Regions from separate parts of the Strix aluco genome. Here region 1 is linked to region 2. Evidence: chromatin contacts called from public Hi-C data. All regions are on one chromosome and are shown on one strand. Each heading gives the region's core, a stretch centred on a gene start, on an enhancer-like site or on the middle of the called end of the contact. The rest is flanking DNA. Distances are from core to core; before and after follow the strand shown.

Region 1 (4,090 bases), core at 1,259-3,758, 160 kb before region 2:
CTTTAAACCTTTGGAACAATACGGCAAATAATAATTTTTAGAGCATTTAAAACCTCATGACAGGAATCAATAAGCATCCCCAGATCGAACGAGGGCCTGATCCCATACCCGGCCCTGCTGACACTTCCACTGGCGCAGGTAAGAATTTGGCCCCAGACAGAGATTTTGGACCAACGCAGCGCTTCTTGCTAAGCCTCATCTGTCTGGCCCCAGCCTCCCTTCGCACTGATCCTGCGCCTACTGGAGTCAGTGGAAAAAACTAACCCAGGCCGGGTTTGTTTTTGTTGTTTCTGACTCATGATTTTAAGCCCAGATTTGCCTCTTCCCTGGAAATGCAACAGGGGGGTCAAAGGCAGCTTTTTAGGCACATCTGAGAGGCCGCCGCAGATTTTTCTAAACAAACGCCTTGCTTTCTGTTTCCCTCCTTCCCAAGAGGCGATTTCATAACATTTCATACTGTGACTTTGCAAACTAAAGGCGGAGGGGGCGGGGGGGGGGGGGGGGGGGGGGCGGCAGGATGGCGAGGCGGAGGGGCGGCGAGGGGGGGGTGGGGGGGGGGGCGGCCGGGAGAGGTCGCTGCCGCCCGACCACTAAAGTTTTCATAACAAAGTTGGGCTTTTTCGGTTTTGTTTTGCCTTTTTCTTTTTTCTTTTTTTTTTTAAGGGGGGGGTTAAAAAAAATTATATATATACAAACACAAAACCACACACCTAACCAAAAAATAAAAAGCCTCGTCCCTTCCCCCATTCGCTTTTGGTTTTTTGGGGGGAGCCGGAGGGAGGCTGGGGGAGCGCAGCGGCGCGGGCCAGGCGCGGTGCGCGGGGGTTGCGCGGCTCTCCGCGGCCGGCCGCGCCGCTCGCTCCAGGAATAGCGTGTGGCCGGGGGCCAGCCCCGCGGCTGCCGGCGGCAGATTTACGAGCGCCTGTCGCCGCGCCAAGTCCGCCGCGGTAGTAAACACAGGGGAAGGGCTGTGATGGGGGCACCGGGGGGCTCCCCCCGCCCCGCAGCCGGGACCCCATCCCTTACACGGCTGCACACCATTTTCTCCCCCGGCCGCCTTCCTCCCGGCGGGGGACCCCTCTCCTCCCCGCGGGGGTTGTTTATTATTATTATTGTTATTATTATTATTATTTTGAGCACTGCGCGTAATGGTCAGAGTTGCTCCATACACTTTCCGCCCCCCCTTCCCGAGCTTTGCATCGCGTTTTATTTCCCAGCCGGCAAAAGCCCGTCGCGGCCGGCCCGGCACACACCGTCGGGGCGAGCGCAGTTCCGCCCCCCCGCCCCGGGCCGCCGCTCCGCGATGCTCCGGGGCCGGCAGCCGGCGACGGCCGAGCCTCCCCGCGGGCTCCCCCCTTCCCCGGGCAGAGAAATGCCGCAAGTCTTCTCCATCACCGCCCGTTGTTAGCCCGGGGCTTGACAGATCACGGCGCAGCCCCGCCACAGGTTGCAAAACGCACCAGCCGTTTCGCAGTTGCATCGGGGACGGAATAACAATAATAACGATATATTAATCAAGATAGAGTGGGGGGGGGAGGGAAAATGATGCGGAAAGGCCGGAGCGGTGGTGCCCGGTGCGGCCGAACCCCCGCGCTGCCGCCAGCCCCGCTCCGCGGCGGCTTTTGTGCGGCGGCGAGACGACAACAGCGACACAACACGCACGAAAAAAAAAATTAAAAAAACAGGAAAAATAAGAAGAAGGGGGGTGAAAAAAAAAGGGGGGGGGGGGGGAAGAAAAATAACACACCCCGACCGAGGGATCCAGCCATTGGGAACCGACCCCGAGTCACGCAAAACGCCAGCAGCCCGGCGGCCGCCAGTCCCGCTCGCCGCCGTCCTGCGCCCGCGGGGCGGCTGCAGGTGCAGAGAGGAGCCGCCGCCGTCCTCCCCGTCCCCACCCGGCCGTCACGCGTGCGGGAAAGCCAATAATCCCAGATAAGCGACAATCCCCGGGAGAGGACGGCGAGGGGAGACACCCCCCCCCCCCCCCGCCGCGTCCCCTTATACACGCTCCCAGCGTTAAGACATGCAGGCACCCCTATTTTTCTCGCTTGACAGCGGGCAAGGAAGAGGGGGGTGTGTTTGGGGGGGAATTAAATAAATAAATGAGGCAGAAAAAAAATGTAAAATGTTAAGGGATAATAAAAAAAAATAAATATTGAAGGGCTGTCGGGGCACCTGCCGCGGGAAAGGGGGGGAAGGAAAGAGGGGGGGAAAAAAAATGGGTAGAAATATATAGAGGCGGCTCCGCGCCAGGCGTCGGAGCGGGGCAGGGAGGGAAAGAGGAGGGAAAAAAAAAAAAATGGAGAGAAAAAAAAAAAAAGAGCGAGCGCGAGAGAGAGAATTAAAGGGTAAAATCGGCCGCGGCAATAGAAGCAGCAATCACCTGGTCTCCGGGCTTTCCTAGAAACTCCTTGCATCACCACTTCTAAGAACCCCAGTTCTAAGAATCAACAGAGCCCAATTCTCGGAATTTGAGCTGCAGACTCTACCATTGCGCTAAGCATGGGGAGGGCCACGGACCTCCCCCCGCCGCTCCGCCGCCGCCGCCGCCGCCCTCTCGGGCCGCGGGCACCCCCCCCCCCGAGCCGCCCCCATAGGGGGCGGCTCGGGGGGGGGGTGCCCGCGTCCCGGGAGGGCGGCGGCGGCGGCGGGGGTCCCATCGAGTCGCCCTCCCTCCCTCACCCCCCCCTCCCCATTCCTAATGGTCGCGCCCGGGTGGTGGGTCACGTGGCGGCGGGTGCTGTGTGTGACGTGGGGGCGCGGCGGGGTGGCGGCGCGCGGCCGCGGAGCAGCGCGCGCGGCGCGGAGCAGCAGCAGCAGCAGCAGCAGCGGGAGCAGCGGCGGGAGCAGCAGCGGCGACAGCGGCGACAGAGACAGCGACAGCGGCGGAGGAGGAGGAGGAGGAGGAGGAGGAGGAGGAGGAGGACGGGGGTCCCGGGTGCAACTCCGGGCTGTGCAAACACACATCCCCCCACGCCCCCCCACCCCTATTCCCTCTCCGAAAGCGAGAGAAAAGGAAGAAATCTGAAAAAAAAAAAAAATACGCCTTCTATTTTTTTTTTTTAAAATATGATTTTTACATTTAATTTGGGGCGGGGGGTCACTTTCGCGTTTAAAAGCAACCCTACCCCCCTAAAAAAAAATACAACCCAACGAGCAAAGCCAGGATCCTGCTGCATTGCACTGGATTTTTACATTTTTTAAGAATTCTTTTTCCCACAATCAGCTTTTTTAATAATTTTTGCAAACAGCCACGCTCAGCTCATGGCCTCCGACGGGGATTTACTCTTGGGGAAAGAAGCTTTTTCCTTAAAGATCCCCCCTCCATGTGTTCCCCTTCCCTTTTTCCTTTGCGTTTTTCATTTTCATGTTAATTATTTTTTTTGCCAGGACTCTCCAGACTAGAAAATTTTTTTTTTTTTTTTTTATCCATTTTCTCTTTTCCTTTCCAGGACTCTGGAGTGGTGGGTTAATTCTTTGTAGCTGTTGTTGTTATTGTTGCAAAATAATCTGTAAGTCTGTAAATACTCTGCTTGTATGGAAATGTCGGACTGTGCTGGGGATGCAAAACCGCGTTGGGTTTTCTGGAAGGGATTTTATTTCGGCACTTTTTGCCTATTGCTGGGCAAAGGCCTTTGCTGGGAGGTGTGGGATGGCTGGGGGGGAAATAATGCAAAGCCTTTTCAATCCATATTTCGGATGGGTTTTGCAGGGGGCTGCAGAAGGAGGGGGCCCGTCACCCCAGCCTTCCCCCGGTCCTGTATGGAAATGTATCACCCTGTATGTAAATCCGTTGAGATTTCTGCCTCTATCGCCCAGCCTTGCGTATTTATTTCAAGCGGGCCTGCTGCGAGGGTTTGTCTTGGGGGGGTGGTGGTGTGTGGATCACAAGTCTCATTTTTCTTTCCCTGTCGTTTTTTTGGGCTGTGAGGTGCTGCTGTGGCAGGGAGCAGGGGGACGGCACGCTCCAGGCTGCGATGGCATTCCCAGGCCATTGCAATTAATAGAAATTTGTTTACGAGAATAACCACTGCAGGTCACAGTGCCCTCGGTCCACTAATGCAATTGCTCAGAGCTACTGCTTCAG
Region 2 (3,761 bases), core at 382-2,881:
ACCTTCCAGCCTGCTGGTCAAAGCACTCAGCTGGAAGGAGACACATGAACTGTAGGTTCTCCAGGGAGGGAACTGAACCCAGGTTTACAGGGCCTCAGGCAAAGGCTTTGCCTGCTCAGCCTGTGCTGGTGCTACGGTCTCATTCACCCGGACTTTAGAAAGCAGCCATGCCCGTGTCTTTCACAACAGGCCATGTTCACAGAGCGCTATCGGCTCTCGAGGTACACCTACGGCACGGGGCCCTGGTGACTCATGCGCTATTCTGCTTTGGTTTTGGATCTCAGCAGGGTTTAAACACAGGGTAGGCGGCTAGGACAAGGCTAGGGTATTTCTAGTCATAGTCATAACGCTTAGAAACGTCTGTGGCTGTGACTGACGGGCTCACGCAGATTTAGCTGCAGTGCTTCTAAGATAGCATCTGGTCCTGGCAGCCCTCTCCATCCCTCGGGAGGAATTTAGCACCCCTGGTTCAGGGGCCAATGCAGGACATCAAACCAACCACAGATGGGGGATTTGTACCCAGGACTGAATTTGAGCTAACTCATGCTTCCCCTGCTGTGGGGGCCTGCTGTGGAAGGGGTGTCCATTGGGGTGGGGTGGCATCTCCTGGGGTCTCCACTCTGCCAGAGCACTTGGGTCAATCTTGAGCGTGCTGTAGACACTTTGGCAGCCAGGAAAGAGGGAGGGAGGCTGGATCATAACTCTGTACTCCAGCTTCTAAGTCTTTTAGGCACTTAATGTCCTTTTTTGGGTCCTTACGTGCAAACTTTCCCTCCTGGGGCTGTCAAGCAGTGACTGTGGACATTAAAGCTAGTAATGGATAAGATTGTAAACATCTTCTGAAAGTGCACAGCAGAGCCCTTTATCGTCGTAATGAAATACATTTAAAGTGCTTAAAAACTCATCCAGAAATCTCTTTCCAAATGAGTAAGGCTTGGCAACTCTCCCCTCCACAGCCTGAATGCAATGTAACCCTTCTGTCTTCCCGTTCTCTTCAGGGCACATGCAGATACCCAACAGCTACTTACAGGGTAGCATTCCATTATAAAAACAATCACACTCGAAATCCGAATTATTTTAATTGCAGTCCTTATAAATAGCCACAAAACAATCAAACAGAAAGCGATCAGAAAATAGCTTCCCTTCCCCCTCTCCTTAGTATGCTCGACAGGTTTTGCTTTGAATCTCTGAGCAGGCAGCTCCTTTGTAACTCCGAGCACCTTTCACCTCCCCCACTTCTTTAGGCGCCCCGCTTGGGGAAGCACAGGGAAGAAGTTGGTTGGAAAAGCACCCCAACAAAATCATAGGGAGCCCCGGACAAAACTTCTCTGTGAAAAGCTGAATACTGCAAATCACGGTGCGCGTTTCTGGGCCTAACCCCCCCCCCCCCCCCCGCCCCGGTTACAGGGCAGGAGGGTGATGCCCGCGGGGTCGGGGCTGCCTCCAGCCCCGTCGTCCCCCTCCGAGGTACCGGTAGCTGCCGTCCCTCGCCGTGCGGCGGCCCCGGCCCCGGCCCCAGCCCCAGCCCTTACATGGACAAATCTGCCTGCAGGGAAAGGCAGGAATTTGGGCCCTTGACGTCAGCCCCGGGCAGAGCGCAGCAGCCCGGCGGGGCGGGAGGCAGCGGCCGCCGCTTTCGCTTTTTGTTTTGGGGGCGTCCCGCCGAGATCGGGGCTGCCGCCCCCCGCTTCCTTCGCCCGAGGGGAGGTAAGGGCCGAGGGGGGGGCACGGAAGGGCCGGGGGGAGGGATACGGGAGGTGGGAGCGCCGCGGCCGGGGGGATGCGGAGGGGCGCGGGAGGGGCTGGAAGGACCGGAGGGAGGGATGCGGGAGGGCGGAGCGCGGGAGGGGCTGGCCGCGGGGATGCCGGGGGGATGCGGGTACAGAAGCAGCGAGCGCGGGAGGGGCCGCCCGGGGGACGCGGCGGGGCAGCGGCGCGGGGCGCGGAAGGGGCCGGCGGGCGGAAGGGGCCGGCGGCGGGGCCGAGGGGCGGGCGCGGCGGGGCGGTCCCGGGCACGGCCGTGGCCCCGCCCCCGGCCCCGCCTCCCCCCGCCGCCTCCTCCCGCCGCCGCCGCCGCCGCCGCCGCGCTCGCCTCCGCTGCCTCCTCCCCCCGAGGTATTGTTGCAGATAATAACTTGCCCCCTTCCTCTTCCCCCCCCCCCACCTCTCCGCCCGCCGAGGCAGCTGTGCAACAGCTGGAGCCCCCGGTCGGGGCGGGGAGCGCTGCCGACCGCCCGGGGGGGGCCGCGCCTGGCTCCTCCCTCCGCCCGGGGCGCCGCGGCCGCCGGAGGGGGGACGGCCCGGCCCGGCCCGGTGCGAGCTCGGCGATGGGGCGGGGGCAGCTCTCGGGTGCGGGGCAGGGCTGAACTTCCCCGGTACTTCAGCGGCCCCGCCGCACGCCTGCCCGCTCCGCGGTGAGCGGGGGCTGCCTGCGGGCCGGGGTCCCCCCGGGACGGCCGGGCTCGGTGCTACCGGCCGCAGGTGCACCCGGCCGGGGCCGCTCCGCTCCGAGCGGCTGCAGCGCGGCCCCGCCGCACCTGGTACCCGCCGACCCCTCGGCCGGGGCTCGGTAGTAAATAAGTTGAATAAAGCCCTGGCAGGTTTTTATACGCCAGGGGAGGCCCATCCTTCCCCAGCAGGTAAGGACGTAAAAGTTTCCCACACCCTTACGTCATCCAAGGCTTTTTTTTTTCTTTTTATATATATTTTTTTTCCCTCCCCCTTCCAGCTGCCCTCCCCTTCTGAACAGCCAAATCTTATTCCTGCCATTGTTCAGGAGCACACTCTATGCCCTGGGGCTGTGCTGGGGAGAAGGCAGTGCTCTGGAGTAGGAGGTGTTGATGGAGAAACTCATGCTGTAATTGCTCTGGCTACTGTACCTCGAGGTGCCGTTTGGCCCTGTTGGTGAAACAAGTAAGCGTTGAGTTCTCCTGCTTTGTTTTGATTATTTTTTTTGTTTGTTTTGTTTTTTTCCTACACCTGTACAAGTTGGTTTTTTGACCCAGTTGTTTTGTTTTGGTTTTGGGTTCCAGTTTGGTATCTTTCTGTCGAGAGGCAATTGATACACAAAAGTTTTAAGAGCTTGCAGGAACCATCACAGGCTTGCAGATGTGTCGTCCTGCACATCCACACCACCACGGCCCCTGCGCACAAAGTGGTTTTGACCCATGTGAAATGCAAGGTCTCACGTGGAAGTGTGAAGTTTTTGGAAACACTACATTTGACAATTTCTTTACTTCCTTGGACTCATTTACCTGTAGAGTTTGTGCTTATTCTTTCCATGAATGATTTTTGGGGCAAGATTGTGAGAGAGAGCAGGGAGTCACTGGTTGTCTGGGAGCTGGGTGGTAAGAGCAGGTGCTGGCTTACCAAGTAATTACAGATATGGGACATTAGGAAGGCAGGGGGATACATGGAGCCAGGGAACAGGACACAGGATTTCATCTCTATGTTAACAGTGCAGCTGTGTTCATGCTGGAAAATGTTGGTCACTGTCATGTGTGTAACCCAGCCTGCTGTGCAGCAGTGCAGTTTGGGGATGTGAGGGACTTTCTGGTAATCCCCACCCTTGCTGCAGCAGGACTGGTCCAGGCAAGGCTAAGTGATACTCTGGAATATGGGATTTCCCTCAGGAAATCTTTCTATCTGAGGATAAAGATTTACTGTTGAAAACTTCTCTCTGCCAGCTGGCCTACTCTATCCTCCTGCCTACCCCATGACCTTTCATCCTATCACTCCTAAATTTATTAGCTCTGTTATTC

What was found. Hi-C and Micro-C count contacts between places; a contact is called where the count stands out from the background.
Region 1: a Hi-C map of brain shows a contact between it and region 2, with 2.7 times the contacts expected there. The contact joins the promoter of BCL6 here to the promoter of LPP in region 2. A contact is called at or near these places in 2 of 2 Hi-C or Micro-C datasets (brain and heart).

The regions. Positions count from the first base shown.
Region 1 is chr9:19,499,922-19,504,011 of bStrAlu1.hap1, reverse strand. BCL6 (BCL6 transcription repressor) reads right to left here and starts at 2,508. Exons shown (of 10, transcript XM_074834005.1): 1 at 2,387-2,508.
Region 2 is chr9:19,339,320-19,343,080 of bStrAlu1.hap1, reverse strand. It overlaps LPP (LIM domain containing preferred translocation partner in lipoma), which reads left to right and starts at 1,631. Exons shown (of 12, transcript XM_074833994.1): 1 at 1,631-1,707.